2 separate regions of the Canis lupus genome follow, and region 1 is linked to region 2. Evidence: chromatin contacts called from public Hi-C data. All regions are on one chromosome and are shown on one strand. Each heading gives the region's core, a stretch centred on a gene start, on an enhancer-like site or on the middle of the called end of the contact. The rest is flanking DNA. Distances are from core to core; before and after follow the strand shown. Region 1 overlaps AKAP13 (A-kinase anchor protein 13). Region 2 overlaps AKAP13 (A-kinase anchor protein 13).

The links. Hi-C and Micro-C count contacts between places; a contact is called where the count stands out from the background.
Region 1: a contact with region 2 is called in a Hi-C map of blood, with 2.6 times the contacts expected there. The contact joins two enhancer-like sites. A contact is called at or near these places in 2 of 9 Hi-C or Micro-C datasets (both in blood).

Annotation. Positions count from the first base shown.
Region 1 is chr3:49,768,248-49,773,058 of UU_Cfam_GSD_1.0, forward strand. AKAP13 (A-kinase anchor protein 13) reads left to right here. Exons shown (of 40, transcript XR_005357033.1): 20 at 2,073-2,140; 21 at 4,287-4,353. Among named protein-coding and RNA genes, the nearest start is that of KLHL25, 98 kb to the right of the region's middle. Within about 2 kb of position 2,519, at least 8 of the 20 cell types and tissues checked have an H3K27ac peak or open chromatin away from gene starts, as enhancers often do. A contact at or near this core is called in blood, where this site is marked.
Region 2 is chr3:49,609,607-49,614,809 of UU_Cfam_GSD_1.0, forward strand. The region is part of intron 3 of AKAP13 (A-kinase anchor protein 13); the gene reads left to right. Among named protein-coding and RNA genes, the nearest start is that of AKAP13, 130 kb to the left of the region's middle. Within about 2 kb of position 3,250, at least 4 of the 20 cell types and tissues checked have an H3K27ac peak or open chromatin away from gene starts, as enhancers often do. A contact at or near this core is called in blood, where this site is marked.

The DNA.
Region 1 (4,811 bases), core at 1,269-3,768, 160 kb after region 2:
CTCCTTATGCCCAGAAAGGGACATTGCCGAGAAATCCCGGCATTCCTGTTGAGTAGTACATAAGCTCTCTCTCACTGCCGACCTCTAGAGTAGCTTCACCACTTTCATGGAGATGACCACAGACGGTAGAAATTATAAGAAGCATGGCATCCAAATCACTAACTTGCAGTCTGTTCCTGGAGAAGAATGCAATGGGGGGCAAGAATGAGTTAAAACCTTCCAGTATTTCTTCTTGTTGATGCCAACATGACCCCTTTCCAGGAGAGCCTCACCTTGTTTTGCCATTGGTAGAAGAGCTTAGATGACTCTTCAGGTGTGTTAACAGAAAGGTGGCCAGACCATGAATGCCACATGGGGTGGAGCTAGAAGAGGTTAGCTAGACAGGGGACAGAGGCAGGCCTAGGAGCAAAAGGCCCAGAATAAAGCCTTACCCCACCCCTAGGACTCCAGACTAGTTCCAGCTTTGTGGGCCATCCTGTTGACAAAAGCAGATAGCTTTTGTGATAGCCTGATATCCTGATATCGTGATAGCTTCTGGGTAGTGGTGGCCTCTGTCAAGACTCTCCAGGTGAGGCCCTTCCCTGAACGTAACATACTAGGTGGCTGGGGCTACCCTACTGATAATTCAGATGACACAGAAGTTGAAATCTTCGGCTGCATGAACCTTGTGGGACAGTCCAGTGGGACTCACTTTGAAAAATTAACCCTTTTTTCAAGAGATGTAACATAAAGAGTCTTAGGGAATCACAGGCTGAAGGAACTTGGGGGAAAGTAGACCCTCCTCTCATTTACTAGATGGGGAAACTGAGGTAAGGACAGACTTGCTTGGGTCACACTAACTCGCAGAGCCAGTTGGTGTTTCACATTCTATAATCAGTGTAGTATCAGGGCATTTGCCTTTTGGATAAAAAAGACCTAGCAGGGTCTAAACTAGACATGTGAATAGGAGCCATGAGCTAGGCACTGTGGTAGAAAGACTTAAAGATTAAGCAATAGATGAAGGGTCCCTGCCCTAGAAGAGCACTCCGTGGAGGAAAAAAACGTAAGACCATCACAGTATGGTGTGACAGGTGGTATTACCAAAGAGATCCGTGAACCAAGGAGACATCATGGGAGCAACTGTTGAGGAAGGTCCTGTAGGGAGAGGCCCCTGGGGCCTGGGGTTCTGGCAGTCTCTATTCTAGTGTCCTATCCTCCCCATCATCACTCCCCTCTTCGCACATCCATACGTGTGAGCTAAGAGAGTGTCTTGGCCCACAGTGAGTGAGTTGAGGCTGTCAGGACCTGTGGTGTTGGGTTGATTTTTTTTTCAGGGAGCCTTCCCCTCGAAACGCTTTTGTCACTGGTTGTCCCCACAGATCTTTTGTTTCTGCTTCCCCTCTGGCCTCCTGGTACAGTTCTATCTTATGACTTCATAGCAGCAGTAAGAGCTGACAGCGACCATTCTGAGGCACAGAGAGGGCTGAGTTTTTACATCAGTGGCTGTGGAGCCAAGGGAAAAGAAGTAAGGGTTGTCCTTGACAGAAGTGGTCTCCCCTCCATCTTTCTGGAAGTCTCCCACTTTATCTTGAGTCCAGATTGCAAGGTATGCCTGGGGTAGTTCTGATGACCTTTCTTTTGTCTCCTGACTCTAGCTGGGTTGCAGAAAGCTCAGAGTGGATAAGATCCCAAACAGAAGGACATAGACAGGTAGACTCTGAGGTTCACACTCTGCCTCTGGCAAAAGCATACGTACTTCCCAGGTCCTGGTCAGGGGCTCTCTGTTCATGGATTTAGCTATGACTCTGATTTCACTTGTTGACAGCAGGCACTTCTCTTGTCGTTTTGCTTCGTTGCCTCTCAGCTTCCTGCCTGAGAAGCTCCAGACTTCTAGTTTCCGTTAATCAGAAATCACATCTGCTCTCATTTCTCCTCCTCCCCATGACATCACACGCCTGCTTTCTGGAAGGGGACTGCAGTGTGTAATTCCAGTTAGAGCCGCATTGTGATATGCAAGTGACTTCACTTGGGAAGTCAGAGTCTAAGATCTGTTTGCTTGGCCCAAGTCACCTGGGGCTTTGCTTGTTTTTCAGGTTGCAGTGCTTTTGTCCACAAAGGCTGTAGAGAAAGCCTGGCCTCCTGTGCAAAGGTCAAAATGAAGGTAAGACATTACTCGGAATGGGGAGAGTCCTGGTTGGGGTTTTTGTTTATTGTGATCATTGAGACCAAAACAAACAATTTTTCTCTAAGGCCACCGAGTTTCTTAACACATTCGGGTATCTGAGGCTTTTGGAAAAGAAAATGCTTTCAGAATTCCGTGTTAAATACACATCTCTGAGTTTCTAATGTCCCTGTGTCGTTGTTAAAGTGGTTTTATTCTTAACTGTGTGTGCAGGCCTGCTCTGCTGTTCACACACCCGGCTCCCCTGGGGCCACCCTGAGGGCAGCAGGTGGCATTCAGGTGCTCTGACTGCTGAGGAGTGTGAGAGTTTGACATGGCCTGCCCGGCAGCACTTTTGTCCATGGGTCACAGAGCACTTGTCTCTGGTCATGTGACACAAGAACAGGAAGTGAGTGGAGGTGTCTGCCCGGGAGGTGCATGCTGTGTAATAATGGGCACCACCTACCAAGTGGCCCTAAAGAGGGAGGGTTTGGGGGCCTACCTTCTAAGTAGCCTCCGTGGTTTTCAGTGTTGTAGTCACCCATAAATAAATGTCCTTCTGTCCTTGTCAGGAAAGCACTCCAGCTCCATCTACATGATACTTAGTATGGTGTGCACTTTACCAGTAAGCAAACATTACGTAGTGCAGTGGCCTCACACCTGGATGAATGTGCATTAGAGTCCCCTCAGAGACTTTTGCGAGAGACCACTTACTGCATCCCTCTTCCCGGGTTGCACATCCTGGGGTGGGGCCCGGGAATTTGCATTTCTAGTCAGTTCCCAGATGATGCAGATGCTACAAGTCTGAATGAGTGTAAAAACGATACACTTCTGTACCCCAGATTTTATCAGGCTGGGGATGTAAATTTTGTTTGGCTCTGGAAGTATTTGTTGTTGATGCAGTTGTTTGAAGAAATCACATTTCATATCAATTTAGATTCTAATTTCTCCTTTAAAAATTGGATGACCTCAAAAAAAAAATTGGATGACCTCAAAAAAGGAAAATTGGAAGATCTCACAACCCTGGTTATTTCCTCTTACCCAGCAGTCTCCGTTTTCACCTTGCTCTTTTTTCCTACTCTCCATAGTACTTCTCACCTTCTCAGAGTCTCTATTTAACAGCTTGTATCTACTTACTACATTTATTTTGTGTAATCTGCACCTTCCCCCCCACTAGAATGTAAGCACCAAACTTGCCAAGCAGTCTCAAGTCAGGAATGTTTGATCCGTTGATAGATCTGAGGCATCCAGCACAGAGTCTGGTTGTCTAGGTCCCTGAATGTTGGGCAGATGGATAGAAAGTGGTAATCCACGGGGGCTGAGAGGCTGCTGCTTCCTCAACAGGATGTGTAGGTTCCCCCCAACCCCGGCCTTGCCTCCTTCACTTGTTGCCTGCCTAACCCCATGGGCACTGAGTTTGTGATCTCTGACGAGACTTAGAGCTACTAGGAATGTACTAAGCTCTGTAGAACACTGATGATAGGGATGTAGCATCTCCCTTATAAGAGAACATAGCCTGAAAGAGGAGTTCCATTTCTAAATTGGAAGTAGCCTGATTTATCTCAGAGTAATTGGCTCACTCTAATTTCTCACAGTTTTTCTGTCACATTCTACAACAAAAGTCTCAACTGAAATTAGTACTTTACATAAGGACTATTTAGTACTTTTATTAATGCTAGTCACTTGGAGAAACAAATGAAAAAAGCACAGGGGCTGCTCTTCAGGAACCAACATTCTAGTGGGGGGAGAGATGGCAGGCAGACAGTGACCATAAACAAGGGGGAAACTGTGGAGGTCTGTGCATGATTCTCGGGACTGCCAGGCTCTGCCTTGGATGAGGAGAAGAAAGAAGGTGATGGGTGGCTTTACCCAGGAGATGGTTCTCACATTGTCTTGGAATTGAGGAATGCCCTGAGGTGAAGGGGCACAGGGTGTTCCGGGGGAAAAGCAGCATTTTGGGGGTCATGCAACTTGGCAGGCTCAGAGGAGAGCCTGTGAGGGTAACTGGAGGGATGGTGAGTACCATTGGCCAGGAGCCCAGCTGGAGCGCTGTCCCTGCTCTCTCCTGGCTCTGGGCTTCTTGAGACCTGACAGAAGATAAATTGTGGATGCAGTCCTCATGTATTTATTTTCCTTTCTCCTTCAGCAGCCCAGAGGAAGCCTCCAGGCCCAGGACACATCCTCACTGCCCACAGTCATCATGCGGAGCAAGCGTAAGTCACTCAGCTGTCCTCTCTGCCAGCTCTTTTGACTCTCTGGTTCAGGACTTAAACGTGTTTTTGTAATATTTGTTTGTTACTCTTAAGACTTGAGTATTTATTTTGTGGTTAGTTAGAGAAGACTGCAGATTATTGTCCAAAAGCCGAATGTTTTACCATCACATGCCCTTGGAAGGCTTCTAGAATAGTGTGTGTATTCACCTGAGAGGCAGCCCTATTTCCATGTGGTTCAGCAGGTGAAATTTCATGCATCTCCAAGTTCTCTTCCATGAGTTGACAATTATGCATGTTTTTAATGCCTACAGTTATACAAGGGAAAAAGAGATCTTGCTGATCAAACTTCTTAGTTTATAAACTGTGAAGTGAAGTAAGTAGTTCTCTTTTTTCCTCCAGGGCCTTCAGGTGGTACACAGAATCGAGTCAATCACAGAGTACTGTCCTGTCCTCACCAA
Region 2 (5,203 bases), core at 2,000-4,499:
GCTGTATTGATGGCCTCAGATTTCCTGTCTGCTGTGGGCAGTGTCAGAGTAGTCAAAATTCTTAATGGAAAGTCTGTGCTTGTTTTGTGCATCCCAGTCACCGGATAAATGTGCACAGCCTGTTTGCAGCAGCTGCTGCTGGGAGGGATGTCTGTGCACCCTTTCTGCTCACGTGTGGGATGAGCTCTGCTAGTCCTAGTCACTTTGGTTGACTCTGAGAAGAAAAAGAGCTTTGTGTCTTCTTCTTGCTTTTAATGTCATGTTTGATCCAGATTGGTGGCTCTGATTTTTCTTTGAGTTCTCTGCATGTTTCACTGTTAGTGTCTTGTAACATTTTAGTTTTTACTAAAACCAGATGATTGATTGACCTTCAAAAGGCAGCTACTTCTTGATGTTAGTCTGTAACCTTTTGTTATTGAGGGTGGAGGGAGAAACATTTGTAAACTGTGTCCTTTAAAAAGACTTAACTTAGATACCAAGATTATTTTTTGTTTTTCCTCTTTTGTTTTCCAATGAGAAGCTTACAATGAATTGTGTGTTTAATTGTAAGTTGTAAAGACTTTTTAAAGTAATCTTTTGTGTGTCTGTGTGTGCCATTGAGAAGGTGTAGATATGTATGGTATGATTAACCCTTTTTAAGAAAGTAAGTACAACAGAAGTAGTAGCATCTTGGTGGGGGCAGTTAAGTGGAAAATTTGGTTTCTACTTTATTTGCCTTTGTATTGTTCAAATGCTTTACAAGTGAATATGTTACTTTTTAAAACATGTATAGTAATTTTTAATAAAAGCATTTTGAAGACTGAAAAAAAATGACCTCTCTCCTGAAAATAAAGCCATCTGTGTGCTGATTAACACTAGATGCCGACAAACAGTAAGATAAAATATTACATTCAAAACACCTATGAGTTTTATGGTTGAGAATATAATTTGCTATGAAATACAGCCTGAGTGGAAATACATCTCTAAAGACAAAAGGTATTGCCTTTGTAATAAAGAAAAATAATTCCATTCTTTTCTATGTGTATGAAACAAATCCAACCCCAAATCCCATTTTAACTAAACAGGAAGTTTCCTTTAGAGATGAAGCTGAGGTTTTTCTTTAAAAGACTTATGTAGGACTGGTAAGTAATCTAAAGAAGTCTGAGTATCATTGGAAGATAATTCTTGGGGGGGATACAGAGTACTGTCTTATTGTGTTCATTTTTATTAGTTAAATGTGATTTAAAAAAAATATTTTATTTATTTATTCATGATAGAGAGAGAGAGAGGTAGAGACACAGGCAGAGGGAGGAGCAGGCTCCATGCAGGGAGTCAGACGTGGGACTCGATCCTGGGACTCCAGGATCACGCCCTGGGCAGAAGGCAGGCACTTAAACTGGTGAGCCACCCAGGCTGCCCGTTAAATATGAATTTAAACCAAGCAAACAATGATTTCAGAATGGAAATAAGACAGGATGTTCAGTGGATGCTGCATCCCATTTCTCTGAAAGGCTTTGGTGCAGGGTCTTTCATAAGATACAGTTGTCTTTCAGCATGTGTTACTTACTTTTAGAACTTATAGCAAAGGTTCTTGTTAGACAGGAAAACTACATTCATTGACCTAAAATTTGACTCAGCTCTTGTATTTTTCTCATTCATCAAGGGGAAGGTACTTATATATTATATATATATATATATATATATATATATATATATATATATATATATATATATATATATAAAGATTTGTCATTTAAAAAAAGAAAAAGAAACCATTTGCTGTGATCAGAATTCCTTTTGGACTTATTAGAAATCAGTGATCATAGCCCAGCCCAGTAAATAGCCCTACAGGTGGATCATGATGTGTCTTTCACTTATTGTGAACCAGGACCTGTCTCTAGTAGCTGATGTCCAGAGTTGCCAGATTGAATTACACATTTGGAAAGAATTTTTAGACTTTAAACCATCCTAATCACAGAATACCAGACCTTCCCTCCATGGAGAAGGAATCTATTACTTTCTACTGGACACTTTGTTACAGTCTCCCCATTCTAAAACACTCCTGCTATCTAGGTGATCCCTAGACAGGTGTGATTATAATTTTAAAAATCTTAAATTATTGGCCCAATGCTAGTCAGTACATGTAGTTGCTATCCTGGAAAAACAAACTGAGGACCAATTGAAGGGAAAAAATACCCATTGTCTACTGTCCCAGCTGGAGTGCTTATGTGGACGTTGTATACTTGGAACTAAGGGTATAGCACTGGACTCTTAGCCACATGAGTTATAGTGAAGGCAATGTCCCTGCCACAGGAGTGAAAATTGGCTCTTGGTTTGGGGGGGGGGAAGGGCAAAAAGTCTTAATCTATATAAGCACAGGTACACATATACAAATAAATATATATTTATAGCATTAAAGTTTCATTAGATGGGGTGGTAGTGAATAAAGAAAAATGTCTACAGAGGCTCCTTGGGAGGGGGGGTGACAGTAAAACACTGAGAAACACTACCTTATAGTAATAGGCTGAAATCTGGTGGGTCATGTTTTTAGTATTAATTAGCCCCTTTTCCTCAGAAAATGTACATGATGAAATTACTGTGCCTATTGTTTTTCCCCCACTCTGCTTAAATATTCTTACATGTAAGAGATGTTTTACACATACCAGATTTGTGCATCTACTGTTTGACCACCAAAAACTAGCATTAGGTGCTTTTTTTGCATATAATCCTCAAGACTGAACATTTCCTTTAACCCCATAGAGCCACTTCTTAAATTCTTTCATGCCAAACTGGAGTAATAAAATATATTATTTTTGTATTTTCTACCACTGACTTCTTACCACAGCCTTTCTCTTAGAACATGATCTGAGTGGGGGCATTTGGGTGGCATAGTTGATTGAGCATCCGACTCTTGGTTTCAGTTCAGGTAGTGATCTCAGGATCATGGGATGGAGCCCTGTGTGGGGCTCTGTGTTCAGTGGAGAATCCCAGCTTGAGATTCTCTCTCTTTTTTCTCTCTTTCTCTCTCCCCCACCATGCACATACATGTGTGCACTCTCTCTCAAATGAATAAATTAAAAAAAAAAAAAAAAGAACATCCTCTGAGTGGGACTGGGTTGGGCTAGTCCAGCAAGCACTTTCAGGGTTCCTTTTTGGATAGTTGGTCAAACAAAGTCCCATTGTTTCATCCTCAAAAGAGAAGGCCCGGATGGGATGTGTGCCACTTTTAGCTTAATAGGAAATGAAGTAATTCTTGGGTCATGCTTCAACAGAGTTGTTTATCTGTAGCAGTATTTCGTTTCCATGGGTACGGGTGCTTTATACAGTGATAAGGAGCGTACAGAAAAGCTCTCCAACTTAATGAGCACAAATACCTCCTGACTTGTCTACTTAAAAAAGGTTGGAATTAGATGCTTTTAAGAGGAGCATTAGCAGTTAATTAACATTGTTGCTTCTCAGCTAGGTGCTTTTTGTTGTGTTTTTATTTATTCTGCATTTCCCTTCCCTTCTCTCTTTATCTTTTCAGTTCTGCAGTGCCAAAGGCAACTTTTAGCTCCAAGCTCAACTGGGTCTTGCCACAGAAGCTCTTTGTAGAGTATTGAGAATCTCTTTTCCTTGAGTGACCTAAACAGGATCATTTTAAGTTTATTATTTTTTTTAATTTTATTTTTAGAGAGGGAGGGGGGTGGGGAAAGAATCTTAAACAGGCTCGTTGCCCAGCGTGGAGCCCGATGTGGGGCTCGAGATCATGGTCCGTGAGATCATGACCTGAGCCAAAATTGAGTCACATGTTCAACTGACTGACTACCCAGGCACCCCTTAAACAGAAATATTTTAATAGCTTTAAAAAAAAAAAAAGATAATACTAGCTACCAGTTTTTGATGCCTGTCTTAGGGTAGGTGGTGTTGGGCTTCCAGGCAGGGTGACTGGTTCAGGGTGACCTAGCCTGTCTGCTGTGGAGGGTGGAGAGCACACCTGCTATTTCCTGACTCCTCAGTGAGTTGCCCTCATCCTTTAGGCCCCGCACTTAGCCAGGAGTGGGTCTCCCCCACCCCCTAATTTACTTTATGCTTCTGTTGTAAAAGAACTTGACCTGATCATGGGTTGATTCAGAAGGCTGTTTCAGAAATGGAATTGACACTTCAGCCATATTTACTAGTTTGTCTCTCTTCTTCCCCTGTCTCAATTTTCTGGGGCTGCTGCCTTCAGAAGAAGCTCAGTAAAGTTTTCTGAACTTCCCTTTTTAAAAAGACTCGTGATTCTTATTTTCCTTCATTACCAGGAGATAGAGTGGAAGGAGAAGCGTCATGGCACTAGCTGAAAACCCTGCTACTCTTCTTTCCATTGCAGCTTCTGTTTTTACATAAGAAGAGGTTGAATTGGGGTGATGATATCACACACGTTGTGGTTTCCGTGTATTTTGAGTATATGTGTGGGCATTGTTAATACCTTGCATTTTGTGTATACAAAGGCAGTTTTAAGGCTAATGGCCCCTGGAGAGCTCATCTAGAACTGTCTCTAGAACTAATTTTTGGCAATAAGATGTTTTGTGTGTGGGTGTATACAGTGGGTTTACTGGGTCCATATTATATAACTTTTTTTAAAAAAGAATTTATTCATGAGAGACACAGAGAGGCAGAGATGCAGGCAGAGGAAGAAGCAGGCTCCCCACAGGCAGCCCAGTGTGGGACCCGATCCCTGAACTGGGATCATGCCCTGAGCTAAAGGCAGACGCTCAACCGCTGAGCTACCCAGGCATCCCATAACTTTTGTTTTTTAACATGTTGGTTTTTGTCCTCCCTAACTGCTTTGTCTGAAAGTTTATAGGGATTAAAAAATAGTCTTGAGCATAATAGAAAGCACTAGTGTGAGAGAGTAGCACTGGCAGCCCCATGCACTGATTTCCAGACAGCGGGCTGAGGCACTCTGTTTTTGAGCGGTAGTAGCTCTTTCAGTGTACTCGGAGTTCTTAAAGCTCGTCCAGGACACACTCACTCCTTCACTCATCTTTTATTCCTCGGTGTTTCTTTTGAAAAAGAAGGCTGTAATCATACCTAACAAATTCCCGACTTGTGGCACATTTTACTTAGGATGATTCATAGTCTCTCCTTCAGATTGTGAATTTATATCTGAAGTGAAAAATGTCACACACACAATCGGATAGCTGCTCCTGGGTTTCTGTTTCATGGCCTTTTCTGACATTCTGCCTCGTCTGATAGTTTT